2 separate regions of the Larimichthys crocea genome follow, and region 2 is linked to region 1. The links are chromatin contacts, called in public Hi-C maps. All regions are on one chromosome and are shown on one strand. Each heading gives the region's core, a stretch centred on a gene start, on an enhancer-like site or on the middle of the called end of the contact. The rest is flanking DNA. Distances are from core to core; before and after follow the strand shown.

Region 1 (7,618 bases), core at 2,790-5,289:
ACACGAGGAACTCTTTGTCTCTCTCCCTCGAAATGACTGACAGAGGTGATGATATGTCAGGCATTTGGGATATTTTGGAAGATATCTAGAATATTTCAGTTGGATTTATCAGTGCAGCCATAGAAACATCAAGTCTTGGAGTGGAATATTCCACATGTAGCTTCAAGAGTGTCTAAAATACATTTAAAGAAGCTTTGAGAGGTTGTCAACATAAACTTGATTCAGAAACAAGCCACTCTGGTTGGTTAAGACTGAATGCTGCATTAAACACTTTGTATCTGCTGAATCAACAGTTTTACTCGTGGCTATCAGCATTTAACACTTTGACCACACGGTGGCAGCAGTACACAACTTAACTAACACTTTCACACTAGTTGGAGTCGTGAATCTTCTCCAGGCGCATCATTCATGTCATGTAAGTTTATGAATGACTCAGAGAAATACTCTCAGCATCTGAGCAGCAGCAGTATTTTCTCAAGAGGAAAAAAATAAACCATGCAGCCATTACGCACGAGACTTTTACCATTTCCTGAACCAGTCTTTAGTGATGATAGAGACACGGACCACACACTGCACGGCCCTAATTACCTTTACGCACGACAGAGAGTCTGCTCCTCACTCACTGACATCTTAATTAGAAGCCTTAGGGCAGCGCTGCATATAAAGATGCGCATTTTAAAGAGTGACCTGAACGGCTCACTTCAACTGTAGCCAAAAGCATCCAGTGCCATGCATGGATTTGTTCTAAATCTACCATCGCTGTCAGATGTTTTCCGATTTACTTGAACAAAAAGAACCTTTACTAGCCCTGGATCAGCAGCTGGTTCAAGTGAATTGACTTCTAAAAATGTAAAATAGGATGAGGTGATATATTTAGTCCGGATCAGGGGTTCAACAGAGGACAAAAGTCAGGAGTTAATAACAAGCCTAAACGCACAGGGGGTGGTATCAAACTGAGAGGACCACCTGTAGGGCCCCTATTGCCATGCCGATTTTGTCCCCTGCGTCTCACAGCATGTGGACCTGCAAAAAGCAGCGAGGTTTAACAAAGCTTACAAATCTAACGTGGCCCCAGAGGACACTCTGAGTTCAATACAGAGCATCAGTCCACATTACAGCTTCAAAACCATGTGACCAAGTGTCCAAACTCACAACAGAAGTTTGGTTTTGTTTCTTTGGCGTGAATGACCAGGACGCACGAGGAAAGATTTCAATAAAAGTTGTTTTTTTTTATTTTTACAAAATAAAATCTTCTATCAAAGTGGAAATTATACATATTTACAATCTCGTAAATTTTCATATACAAAATGTACAATGTATGTACACAAATAATTATATAAATACACTTTTTACGCGCTAATGCAACCCGTATGAGACAGTATTAAGGCATTGATTAATGGAAATCCATCATGTGGAGGGGTAAAAAAAAAAAATTCAAGCAGAGCAGTCTCATTGTGAATCTTCTGTTTAAGACACAGCGGTTCTTTACAGTAAAAGAAGTAGGAGAGGAGCCTCAGCTATACCGTGTAACCTATCGACAAGGGGGATCTTGTCAGCTTTACGCATTCAATTAAGCTCCGATAAGACTGCATTCTTCGTGCCAGGTACATTGTTCTGCTGCTGACAGCCTCATTATTTAAAGAGAAGCCATTAGGCGCTCATTAATGTGCTAATTACAACACGCTGATGGACAATCCCAACACAATTACCCCCCCTCCCCAACCCACCCACACACCACCCACCCTTCCCCATACCCAACCCCCTTCTATTCAAACCCCGTGGACGTCATCTGGATAAGGCAAGGAAGGAGCACTTTCCATTTAGTTTAAGTCCAAACTTTTCGAAGCAGACATGACCACAAATTCAAAAAAAGTTCACATTAGGGGAGTGCCGGCAGTTTGGTGACTCACCTTGAATCATTAACCAAATGAACAAACATTTATAATCAGTCTTTACGCCACTTCCAAGAGCTCATATGCGCTGGTTTTTAAAGTCTTTAGTGTCAAATGACATAAGATGCATCTGAGCGGATCATTCAAACCCGGGACAGTGGCATCTGTTTGGGGCAGGAGACGGAGCTGGCCGTCCCGGACCTCCAGGTCAGTCCCGTGCTCACGTCACTGTACATGGAGCCCGCGGAGGCTTTACTCCCCCAGCAGCACCGCGTGCAAAAAGTCCTCCAGGAGTCCAAGGTTTTCCCGGACCAGATCCAGGCTCCTGAAGTGATTCCCACCAGGAGGCACATAAAGTATTTCAACATGAACACAGCATAGTCTGGTCTCTGCCTGTTCGGGTCCGTCAAGCACGTACAATTGTGCGTAATTTCCCACGTCTGTCTGTTGTGCTGCTCGTAAAAGTAACACGCCACTATGACAGTGGCTGGCACCGTGTATAAAACTGTGAAAACCCCTATCCGGATCATCAGCCTCTCCAGTTTGTCAGTCTTGGTGCCACCTTGCTTAATAACACTCCTGATCCTGAACAGCGAGACGAACCCGGCCAGCAGAAACATGGTGCCGATGAACAGGTAGATAACCAGCGGTGCCAACACAAAACCCCGCAGGTTATCCAAATTCTGGTTGCCTACGTAGCAAATCCCAGCCACAGAGTCTCCGTCCACAGAGCTCAGAGCCAAAACCGCGATGGATTTCATGCTGGGGATGAGCCAGGCGGCCAGATGAAAATACTGTGCGTAACTGGCGATGGCCTCGTTCCCCCACTTCATACCAGCCGCGAGAAACCAAGTGAGGGACAGAATCACCCACCAGATCGAGCTGGCCATGCCGAAGAAGTAGATGAGCAGGAAAACGATGGTGCAGAGCGCGGGACCGGTGGTCTCGTAGTGGATGTGTTCGGCGCCGTTTTCCCTGTTGCAGGCCACTTCCTCGTGTCCGGCGATCAGTCTGACGATGTATCCGATGGACACAAACATGTAGCAGGCGGAGAGGAAGATGATGGGGCGCTCTGGGTACTTAAACCTCTCCATGTCTATTAGAAAAGTCGCCACAGTTGCGAAAGTGGAGATGAAACACAGGACGGACCACAGGCCGATCCAGAAGGCGGTGAAAGTCCTCTCTTCCTGGGTGAAGTAAGGGTTGTGGCACGGCATGGCGCAGTTCATGATCTGTCCCGTCTTGACGCGGTTGTGCAGCGGGTGGCTGTCGCTGGTCACTGGCACCATGGGCGCGCGGCAGAAGCATCCCTGCTCACACTGGGACGCTGCCGGTTTGGGTTTCCCCGGTATGCCCCGACCGTAGCTGTGATTCTTCCTGGGGTTGTACGGCTTCACGGGCCGGTTGGTCGGCTTGGCCACCACGGGAGAAGCAGTGGTGGTCTGGCTCCTGTTGTAGTCCATGCACAGCGTGTCCTGGTTGCCTTGCTCGGGCAGCAGGTCGCACCTCATCCGGTCTGGCCACGGGAAGCCGTACTGTCTCATGAGCGGAGCGCAGCCAGCTTTGGCTCTCTCACACACGCTCCTGCACGGCGGCAGAGGCTTCTTGTAGTCCTCCAGGCAGATCGGCGTGTACATGCTGCAGAGGAAGAAGCGCAAATCCGGGGAGCACTTTATCTCCACCAGCGGCCAAAACTGGTGCACCTCCAGGCCGGCTTCGTCCTGCGTGTCGTGGTTGAACTGGTTGGGCATGTAGGTGTAATTGTAACCGATTCCTTTGCACAGAGGCACGGAGATCTCCTGGCACTGGAGCTCCTTGGCCGCCATGCAGCCCGTTCCGTGCAGGACGAAGGCGAGCAGCAGTACGCGCCATCCCGGGATGCTCCTCTCCATCGTTGTTCTCAGTGCGCGTCTCGTCCTCGACAAAGTGCCAGCGAACTTGCTTTCTGCAAGTAGGCTGTAGGTCCGATTAATCCAGAGATGCTGCTGAACTCATGCTAGAGCGCAGACAGTGTGTGATGCTTCGCAGTGTCTGTAAGATCCAGGCGTTTTACTGTCACACAGGGGTCTACACTGAGTCTCCTCTCTCTCCCTTTGTGTCGGTGTTGCACCGTGTGTGTCTCTCTGCATGCTCTACAGCTGGTGGGTGCGTTTGGGTTTTATACGGGAGGAGCGAGGACACTCCCCCTGCATGGGCGGGGAGGGAGAATAAGTCAATCAGGGGTTCCTTCTATAGGTGTTTGTTTAAAATGTTCACCCTGGAGGAAGGGTTATAATCACTTTGTCTCTGTTTGCCCCCCCCCAACACACACACACACACACACACACACACACACACACACACTCTGCCCTTTACAAACAAGGCGAGGTGGGTGTTTTAATACAATAGAGACATCAGGAAGAAATGTAATTAGGGAAAGAGACAGTGGGGAGTAAACTAACATAAGTCTAACTTATTTGGATGTGCCTGAATGCATCACGGCAGCACTCATGCAAAACTTAAATGCAATGATGCTGAAATGAACTCATTACTCATCTTAGTGGCTGGAGATCAAACTCTTTATTTAGCTCCACATCACTACAACTCTATCGTGAAGAAACTATTGAGACATTTTCATTAACAATCAATCATTCCAAGTTAGATATGAGTCTGTGTTAGACTGTTTCAAGAACATGAGTCCATCAGAACTCTTTATTAAACCTAACTGACTCTCTCTGTGGTTAATTCACCAGCTGACCCATTGCATGGAAAGTTTGGCCTTGTGAAACTTTCAAAAACTCTGTTATCCTTCCTACAACAGTGTGTAAAAATACGTCCAAACTCTTAAAGTAAGTAAATGTTACAAAGTGTTAAAGTTCAGCATGAGGAGGCACAACGCTTTAAACAAAACTGCGATAAATAACATCATCACGCATCAAATGAAAAAAAGAAACACAAGCAAGACTTCATCAGCTCCTTTAAAATGGAAACTTCATGTAATGATTGATCACGTTTATTAATCTCAGGTTGTGTTTGTAGTTTGTTTGAACTTTAAAACTTTTACTTTGAAAATCATTCATCACTACCAGTCGTTGTTTCATGTTTCATTTCCCACTTCTCACTTCTGATGGTTCGTCCAATGGAATAAACATCCGGGTCAGAGAGTTCAAAGGATTCAGAATTTCACCTATGAAATCTCTGAAGACTTCATCTTCGTCCCACAGTTCAAAGAAATGCAGGTTAATAGATTCATTGGTGAGAATAGGTGTGAATGTGAGTGTGAATGGTTGCCTCACTGCACTGAACTGGTTGTGACTTGTACAGGGATCCTGCCTCTTGCCCCAGTGTCAGCTGGGAGTCCAGCCCTGATAAAGACGAGCAGTTATGGAAAACCGATTCATACAGAGAGTCATTTTCTTGGGTTTAAAGTCCAATTCTTTGATTATTTTCTCTTTTCACTTTCACTTCTATCATACTCAATTTTCATCAAGTGTCATGAGGAAGAAAAAAAATGTTAAAAGCAGGTGGACAGAAAGATTTCCAGCCCTTCAGATGAGTCACTTGGCTGCTGCAAAGTTTATGAAAAAGCCAATCGATCAATCATTAAATCGGCAAGTGGCCATCCACTGCGAGTCTGACAACGCGTGAAATTGCGGCCTCCTCGAGTTTGGATGCGTGTGACGGTTTGAGAGAGAGTATGTCTGCACGTCTGGTTGCGTGCAGGAAAAAAGAAACGGAGGGAGAATGTGCGTTGTGTGTGTGGTAAGGGAGGTTAATGTGTTCTTGTTAGCCCACAGCGGGGGGCCGTCTTGGTCTAAAGGGAGGGAGGAGGAGGAGGAGGAGGAGGAGGAGGAGGCGGCAGCTATTTGTCTTAACGCTGGTGCCAATGTTTTACTCAGAGCATGCTGGGCCAGTGATTACTGCGACGCACCACTGGGCCCAACAAACAATGTGTGTGTGTGTGTGTGTGTGTAAACTGTTTCAGAGCTCATTCTAAAGAAAAAAGGCCAACACGGGCAGATACGGCATTGTGATAACACTAATTAAAGTCATTCACACTTCTTATTGGGTTCATCAGCTTCAGATGGAGACAGTTTGGCAGACGGGATGCACGTTTTTTTTGTTTTTTTCAGTTTGGGGGTTCCAGCTGAGCGGGTCGTGTTGTGAAAAGATAATTGTGAGGGTGCCGAGTGAGTTTCAAAGATACTTTCCTGTAACAGTCGCTCCTATTTGGCAAACAGTTCCCAAGAAATGTCAGACGACACAATCAAAAACAATAAGCTAATGATATCCACCACACTGATGTAAAGCCAAGGCAGACGTGCCAAAACTGCTGTTCCTCAGACGGCCACTTGAGGCTGGCTACAGAACGAGGTCTCCATGTTAAAATGCCCCCAAAAATACATGTTTACAGCCTGGTACAAAATGCGGTTTTGGTCTCTATATCTAATCTCCCCGTTCATGACAACTGCATGTCGTTTTGGATCAGCGGGCAGTCGGCGGAGGCCAAAATAACGACAGCAGGAGCCGCCACATTGTGGGTGACGTCACAGATGCTACGTCCACGTTTAATACAGTCTGTGGTTCAGATACAGAAACAGTTATCCCTTCACAAGAACATGCACAAGTATGCAGTAACCAATCTAAACACAGAAGTGTACATCTGCGCTTACAGTCGATTCTTCTAAGTGTTCAGACTGAGAACTTTCCAGACAAAGAGGCAGCCTTCATTATCGACCTGCCAAACTTTTGGATGACTAACAACCCTCCAAACCATCTTTCAAGACCTCCAGCTGAATCCAGTGTGTGTACTTCACTTTCTGGCTGTAGCGTAGGAACTGACTGATAGTTTAGCATAGGGTTTCATCTTTTCACTCACAGCACCAGGGTAGAATTTCTGCTCTGTAATGTCACCAATGTGACTAGAATATCATTTGCACAAAGCGTCTGTTTTTACAGTATTTTCTTAGTGAATATCGGATATTCATTTGTGATTCTGGTTGTTTTTTTGTGCAGCTTTAGGATTCCGGATAGTTTAGTTTTACTTTCATACCGGCTATCATTTAGTCAGAACAGGTGGAGCATTTTTCTCATGATGGAATGAGACTCCTCAGACATTCCCGTGTTGGTGCAGAGACTTTTTCTGGGGGCTGATCCAGATGCCTCACGCCGGGCCCAGCCGTCTCCAGCCGAGCTGTGAACCGCAGGTGAAAGTCGTAGGAAACAGGTGCCTCCCTCCTCCCACCGCGGCGGACAGAATAGCAGCCTGAGCATCGGTTACACCAATCGCTGTCTATCAGAGTGGAACCCGTATTGATTAACAAGGCTGATAGACTCGGCGGCCCCAGCCACCAACTGTCGACTACGCCTCCCGCCTTCTGTGTGCAACAGCGATAGTGGGTTTAGGGTTACATGCTGGCCCCCTGCATACCAAATTTAAAGGGGTGGAAATGGAATTACTGCATCTGTTTAGAAGTCAATTTCTGCATTCTCCGGGCTGCCCACCCTACCACTCCTCTATCTAACCTCCCCGTCTTGCCTCTCTCCTTTTTCCCCCCCTCGATTCTCCCAGGGCTCTCAAAGTTCATGACGCCAAAGAAAGAGGCGAGGGAGGGGGGGAGTTCTCACAGAGTTACTGAGGCGTGCTGTGAAACTCTGAAATGTTTGTCTTTGTAACCTCCTCATGGGAAGTTTGGCCTTGTGATACTCTCAAACTCTACTATCCTTCCTATAACACAATGTGCTAA
Region 2 (6,630 bases), core at 2,082-4,581, 390 kb after region 1:
TGGAATGTAGTTTTGTAGTTGCTCATTGCAACCTCTCCTTTCTTAAAAAAAGTGAGCCAGTGTTGAGTTTGTCCGCTCTGGGCTGCTGTAGAAGGCATGAGCCTTCTTTAGGCATGAGCACAGGAGCATTGTCACATTAAAACAGATCAGTATACGCTGCATAAGTTTTACCCTTCTTGAACTATAAAGCCTTGAAAAACAGCCTGGGACCATGCAGCAGTAAGAATATGTAGAAAGGTGCTGCTGGGGGAAGAAACATCCGTCCTCAGCAAACTGTCGCCGGATAACAAAAGCTGTAAAAGACAGAAGTGAGGAAGAGCGTGAGAAGCCACGGGGTTTTGTTTTCCATCTGACACTGATGGATAGCTTAAGCCTGGATGAACCAGCGTCTGGACAGTCCAGACCTTTATGAAATCCTGCGGATTACCTGGAAGAAAGAGCACATCGACACCAACACACCGCTCACATCCGCAAACAACACAACATATAGCACGCAGAGGGGGTGAATCTCTCAGACATTATATTTGCTTTACATTTGAGGATTTGTGTGCTGGGTTGTCGCATCTTTTAAGGAACATACACACATAAAAATAAAAATAAAAAGCCGTGTTTATGGCTCGACCGGCATGTGTTTATTACTTTATTCAAATAAGGGCTTTAAGACTAGAGGGATGTAGAGTTCGTTCAACCTTCATAGAGGCATATGTAATCCTCCAGTTGACCTTAAAGTCAGCATGAAATGAAAAACTGACTTTTTAAAGTTGTTTGCTAATTTTTTCCCACACCATAATATAATCCTGTGCTGAAATATGTCTGCATATGCATATGTTTTTATGTCCGGAAGAAGCGGTCCTCTCCTTGCAAAGATAAAAGGAGTTTTTTATTTCTTTGAAATCACATAACATTATACTTTTGATTGATCATTCTGTGTCCCGCCTCAACGGGGAGCACATCAAATTAACGAGGCACGATGCACGCTGCTCACCTCCTGTAGATTGAAGATGTGTGGTTTGCACGTAGCATAATGTGAAATCACGAAAGATCTGACTTTAGAAACATCCTTGAAACTAGATAAATTCCGATAACACGTCATCAAGGTTCTTCGCTGATAATGAACATGCAGTTGGCAGACTGGAACCAGCTACCATGTTGGAGGACGCTCCTGCTCTGTCAAAAAAAAGAAAAAAGAAAAACCTCCTGCCTCCTCACCAAGGCCTCCTATTCATGCTACTGGAAAATCTCCCACATGCTGTCAGTGGAAACACAAGGGATGACCGTGGGTGCCTCAAAAGATATTCAAAAAAAAAAAAGGATGAGGCAGTCTGCTGTTGCTGTCAGTACAAGCAGAGCGGGGAAGAAATAAGTTTTGCATTGGTGCTGGAATGAGAACTAACTACACTGTGCCTATTCTAATCCCATAGGATCTCACTGTGAGTCTGCGGTGCTCTGTTGTGGGTTTATATAAACTGTACACTACCTTTATGATATCTGCTGTTTTATTTACACAGTGTTTCTCACATGCTTGCTGCTCTTAATAGCCTGGAGAGCATGGATGCCAGCAGACTAGAGATGCAGAGGATTCACCTGAGCATCATCTTGACTCAATTCCTGAGTGTCTTGAGTTTGCTTCACGGTGATCCTTGAAGAAAGCTGCATTTCTCCTTCCTTGAATTGAAACCGCCTTGTTGACTTACTACGACATAATTAGTCTTGAAAAAAGACACAGCACCTCCTGATTTCAGGTGAGTTCATAGCAGTTTTACACCCTGCCGGACTCGTGGCTTGCAAAACGTGCAGCTTTGCATGCATGTTGATATCCCAAACACCAAACATATCAGGCTAAAATGTGAGGCAGTGTGTAAAATGAAAGATGACAGAGACATCTAAAATGTTAAAACTGTGAATCACCAGCTGCGAAGAGTGGTCGCAGCTCTCCAGGGTCCCTCCCAAAAAAGAAAAACATAAATTTACCGCGGAGCAATCAGTGTGTGCTACTTGTAACCAATAAAGCAGGATATCAACTGACACGATGAAGGCCTTAAAGGTGCTCCTGCTTTTATTGCCTGATCTTGAAAGTCTGTTTTGAAGAGGGGCCCCCCTGTGTGTCAAGATCAAGTTTTAAGACCTACATTATTTTAGCTGACATTTTCCTTTCCAGGGTGCATATTTCCTAATGAATTTGTGTTTCATCGTGTTACTGCACAGTAAATCTGGAGCAGGGGGAGGCCGTATCCTATCACAGGAATATATGGTGCACATTGGACAAAAAAAGTTGGGAATAATGGGAGGATAATAAGGACGCGGCAGGTTTTCTTTAACACTTAGGTATCCTAACAGATCAGTCCAGCCAGGAGCATGCAGAAGTGACTTGAAGTTGGAATATTCAAATGATGAATACTCTTAGGGGAAATGGAAATTAAGTCACAAAGCGGCGACAAATTAAAAAACACCAACCACCAATAATCATAATCAGAATTGCTTTATTGGCCAGGTGTGTGTCTGACTCCGGGTCATATATATATATATATATATATATATATATATATATATATATATATATATATATATATATAATATATATATAATATATATATATATAGATAAACATATAAACATAGATATATATGGACATGAGTATCTATCTATAGACGTTTGTAGACTGAATAATGAAACTAATGTGAACTGAAAGAAGAGAAAAACAGCCTTCCTTTATTTATTTCTCCAGCTCTATCCACAGGGAATTACATTTGCACTGTCATGGTTTAAGAAAACGAGCTGCCAATAACACTGAAGCACACTCTGTGTTTTTATTTATGGAAATGTGGAGGAATATGAATTTGAAATAATAATAAATGTGGCGGGCTTGCTAACACTTTCTTTCACAATAAAAGTGTTCAGTTGCACTTTAATAATAATAATAATAATATCATGATGATGTGTTTCCCACTTTGGGAACATTTGAATGACAACCAACTGATTTTGTGATTATTTAAATGTTGTGTTACAGCGACATCTGCCGGAGGATGGACTGAATTACATTTAAAGGGAAAATAATGGAAAATAAAGTCATATTTTTAGTTTAAAATTAATTAAGTTTCATTTTAAACTCGAATTTATGTAAAATAACTTTACATTTATGTCGCTGCCCTTCAAAAAAACAGTCCCCGGTTTGGTAACCTTAGTAACGTGACGCACAGCCAATCACATCTGCTCTTACTCCCAGATAGACCAATCAGAAACAAGCATGTTGTGTAGGTGCGCGTGGCTCAGCGGTTGCTCAGTGTAGCAGGCGGATGGGTGAAACCGGGCACAAAATGGCGTCCAGATCTACGATCTACTGCGCATGCGTCACGCGACCTGATCTGGATGTCAACGGTTACACATGGCGCGTGAGAGGACGCACGCTTAGAGATGCTCACGAGCCGTTTACCGACGAGTTTTGACTGACAGCGCGCGTGCGTGACACGCCGAGGAGTTAACACACTAATTAATTAATTAATAATCCAACAACGGAGCCGGGAAATGTTTCGACAGGCGAAGGCGGCGCTCCGGAAACTTCGACACATACGGTGAGTTTTAAGCTAACGGCTCAGAGTTAGCGTCCGTGAACGCACCTCCACCACAGGTGTGCTGCTTCGTGTTGTCACCGTGTCATTCAGTGACCGGGTAGGTGGAATGCTGCTTTGTCATGAAGGAGCTGATGCAACCAAAGATGACACAACACCCCCCTGACCTTGGTGTTTATATAAGTTCATATCGACTCTTATTTTAATAGAAATGCAACACTTTTGTAAAGGTTTACCTCTCTCAGGTTTTGTTATTATTCTGATAAATCCACCGGACAGGTGTGCAGCTAAAAATGAGCTGTTGTATTATTTATTATTCAGTTTAATCTTTGTATATTACTGCGAGAGAAACTGTCCCAGTCATGCTCCACCAATAAACTGACAAACTCTTTGAACATCAGCTGTAATCTGTGACTTTCATTCAGTGTCTGCAGCCTCAGTTTAGAGGTTTGATCTCCATCTGTAGGTCTGTTTCTTATTTTTCTATATAAGAAATAATATATATAGTTTTCTATTTGTAAAGGTCTTTCTTTCTTTGCACATGGCAGATTACCATAATACCAGAATACTGTAGTTCAGTGCCTGATGATTCTTATTTTTCAAAATAAAACTCACATTTGAAGGTCATTCTGTGTCAGGTGGTCGGATTATCTTGGCAAACCCTTTGTGTGCATAGAAGAAGAAGAAGATTTAGATCTTTTACTTCAACTTATGTAAAAATCAGAATCAGAAATACTTTATTAATCCCCGTAGGGAAATTGTTTTTATTGTTATCGCAGCTCCCAAACGGTAAGTGAAAACTTTAACGATATACCCTATAGAATATCCTGTTTTAAACAATATATACACATGTATAAGTAGCAGTTAAATAGAAGCAGCATGTATAAGTAGCAGTTAAATAGAAGCAGTAACAGTAAAAAATAAAACACAAGTAGCAGTGAAGTAACAGTGAGAAATTAGTTATACTATAATGAAATGTCTTTGCCTGGGAACTGTATCTTCAAAAAAGCGAATGCGTGTGCACTCACATTTGTTATTTATCATCTTTTAACATGGGAGTTGTGTTGCAGCGTGACACAGACTGGAGGAAACTTCTAATTAAAGCCTCAGCATCATCACAAACTCGTGAAAGTCTTACACGTACTCTGCTGGAGAATTGTTTGTGCAAAGCCTGGTGACTTGTTCTCGGTGCTGTTAACCGTTTGTCTTCAGGTTCAGTGGACAGCAGCACACATGGAGGCTGAAGAGCACTTCAGCAAGAGACCGAGCCCTGCAGTACAAACCAGGAGAGCAGATCCACGGCTTCACAGTCAGAGAGGTACGGGATTTAAATCTTTGAAACGCTGCGATGTTATAAGCTTATTATTTAAGAATGAATCCTTCAGTTAAATTTAAAGCTTGAACATGAATGTTCTGTTCTTCCAGGTCGTAGCGGTCCCCGACTTGTTCCTCACAGCAGTGAAGCTGACCCATGACAAAACCGGAGCTCGGTACCTCCACGCAGCCCGCGATGACTCCAACAACCTCTTCAGGTGACTTTTTAAAAATGTGTCTGTTTTTATTCCAGATCTCAGCACGTTCTCGGCTCTTACACTCGTTTGTGTCTTTCAGCGTCCAGTTCAGAACGACCCCCATGGACAGCACGGGGGTCCCTCACATCCTGGAGCACACGGTGCTCTGTGGATCGGAGAAGTATCCCTGCAGAGACCCTTTCTTCAAGATGCTCAACAGGTCCCTGTCCACCTTCATGAACGCGTTCACAGGTACTGACCTCAGAGCAAACGGTCGTGCTTGTGTTCTGTCTTCAGCTGATGTCTGATGGTTTGTTTCCTCGCGAACAGCCAGCGACTACACCATGTATCCGTTCTCAACCCAGAATGGAAAGGACTTCCAGAATCTTCTGTCGGTTTATCTGGACGCGGTCTTCTTCCCTTGTTTACGAGAGCTGGATTTCTGGTGAGTGACGTGTGCTAGAAGCAGCCACAGTTCAACTTTTAAATCACACCGATGTAATCGGATTACTCACTTTGATTCTGTGTGTTTCTGATTTTCCAGGCAGGAGGGCTGGAGGCTGGAGAACGAAACCCCCACAGATCCCAGCACCCCTCTGGTGTTTAAAGGCGTGGTGTTCAACGAAATGAAGGGAGCTTTTGTAAGTCAGCACTTCTCCCGCTCACTGACACATGCATCCTGGAAAAACCTGGAAACTTAGAGACTAGTTTCTCAGTCATGGAAACTAATAATCAATGTTGTCCTGGAAATCTCTGATTAGATTTTAACCCTTCACTCAGCGAACTGAATAAATGAAACAATACGATTATTATTTATTCTTGCAGTCGGACAACGAGTGCGTGTACGCGCAGCACCTCCAGAACAAACTGTATCCAGACCACACCTACTCTGTGGTGTCAGGGGGAGAGCCTCTCGCCATCCCCGACCTCACCTGGGAGCAACTCAAACAATTCCACGCCACACATTATCACCCCAGCAACGCCAGGTAGAGAAACACACACACACACACACACACACACACACACACACTTAGACAGCCTACAAAAGAACAAGAGCGCGTTTTGTTCTGCTGTCACTCTTTCACATTTGAAACAGGCTGATGTCAGTTTTTTTTTTTTTATCACGTCTGTATAATTTGAAGTTGCGTGTTTTCTCTCCAGGTTCTTCACATATGGAGATTTGCCTTTGGAGCAGCATCTGAAGCAGATTGAGGAAGAAGCTCTGTCCAGGTTCGACCGCATCGACCCAAACACCGAGGTCCCCTCGCAGTCACACTGGAGCAGCCCCGTAAGTTCATGATTCACACCTGGACAATGTAACATCATTTCAAAGCTGCTCCAACATCAGAGATGTATAGTAACGAAGTGGAACTACTTAAGTACTGTACTTAAGTACTAAAATGCAGTATCTGTACTTTTTTGGAGTATTATTTTCTTCCACTTTTACTGCACTACATATTTTTGATGAATTTAATACTTTTACTCAGATACATTTTTCATGTGCTGAATCGTTACTCGTTACTATTGTAGCGTCCAGCCGGACACGTGATGAA

The links. Hi-C and Micro-C count contacts between places; a contact is called where the count stands out from the background.
Region 2: a Hi-C map of muscle shows a contact between it and region 1, with 4 times the contacts expected there. The contact joins the promoter of pitrm1 here to the promoter of LOC104929446 in region 1. A contact is called at or near these places in 2 of 7 Hi-C or Micro-C datasets (both in muscle).

Annotation. Positions count from the first base shown.
Region 1 is chrII:3,122,766-3,130,383 of L_crocea_2.0, forward strand. It overlaps LOC104929446 (frizzled-8), which reads right to left and starts at 4,040. Exons shown (of 1, transcript XM_010743966.3): 1 at 1,765-4,040. The coding sequence starts at 3,784. The coding sequence ends at 2,036.
Region 2 is chrII:3,515,368-3,521,997 of L_crocea_2.0, forward strand. It overlaps pitrm1 (pitrilysin metallopeptidase 1), which reads left to right and starts at 3,332. Exons shown (of 27, transcript XM_019267418.2): 1 at 3,332-3,569; 2 at 4,779-4,884; 3 at 4,992-5,098; 4 at 5,178-5,329; 5 at 5,408-5,522; 6 at 5,622-5,718; 7 at 5,903-6,063; 8 at 6,239-6,365. The coding sequence starts at 3,523.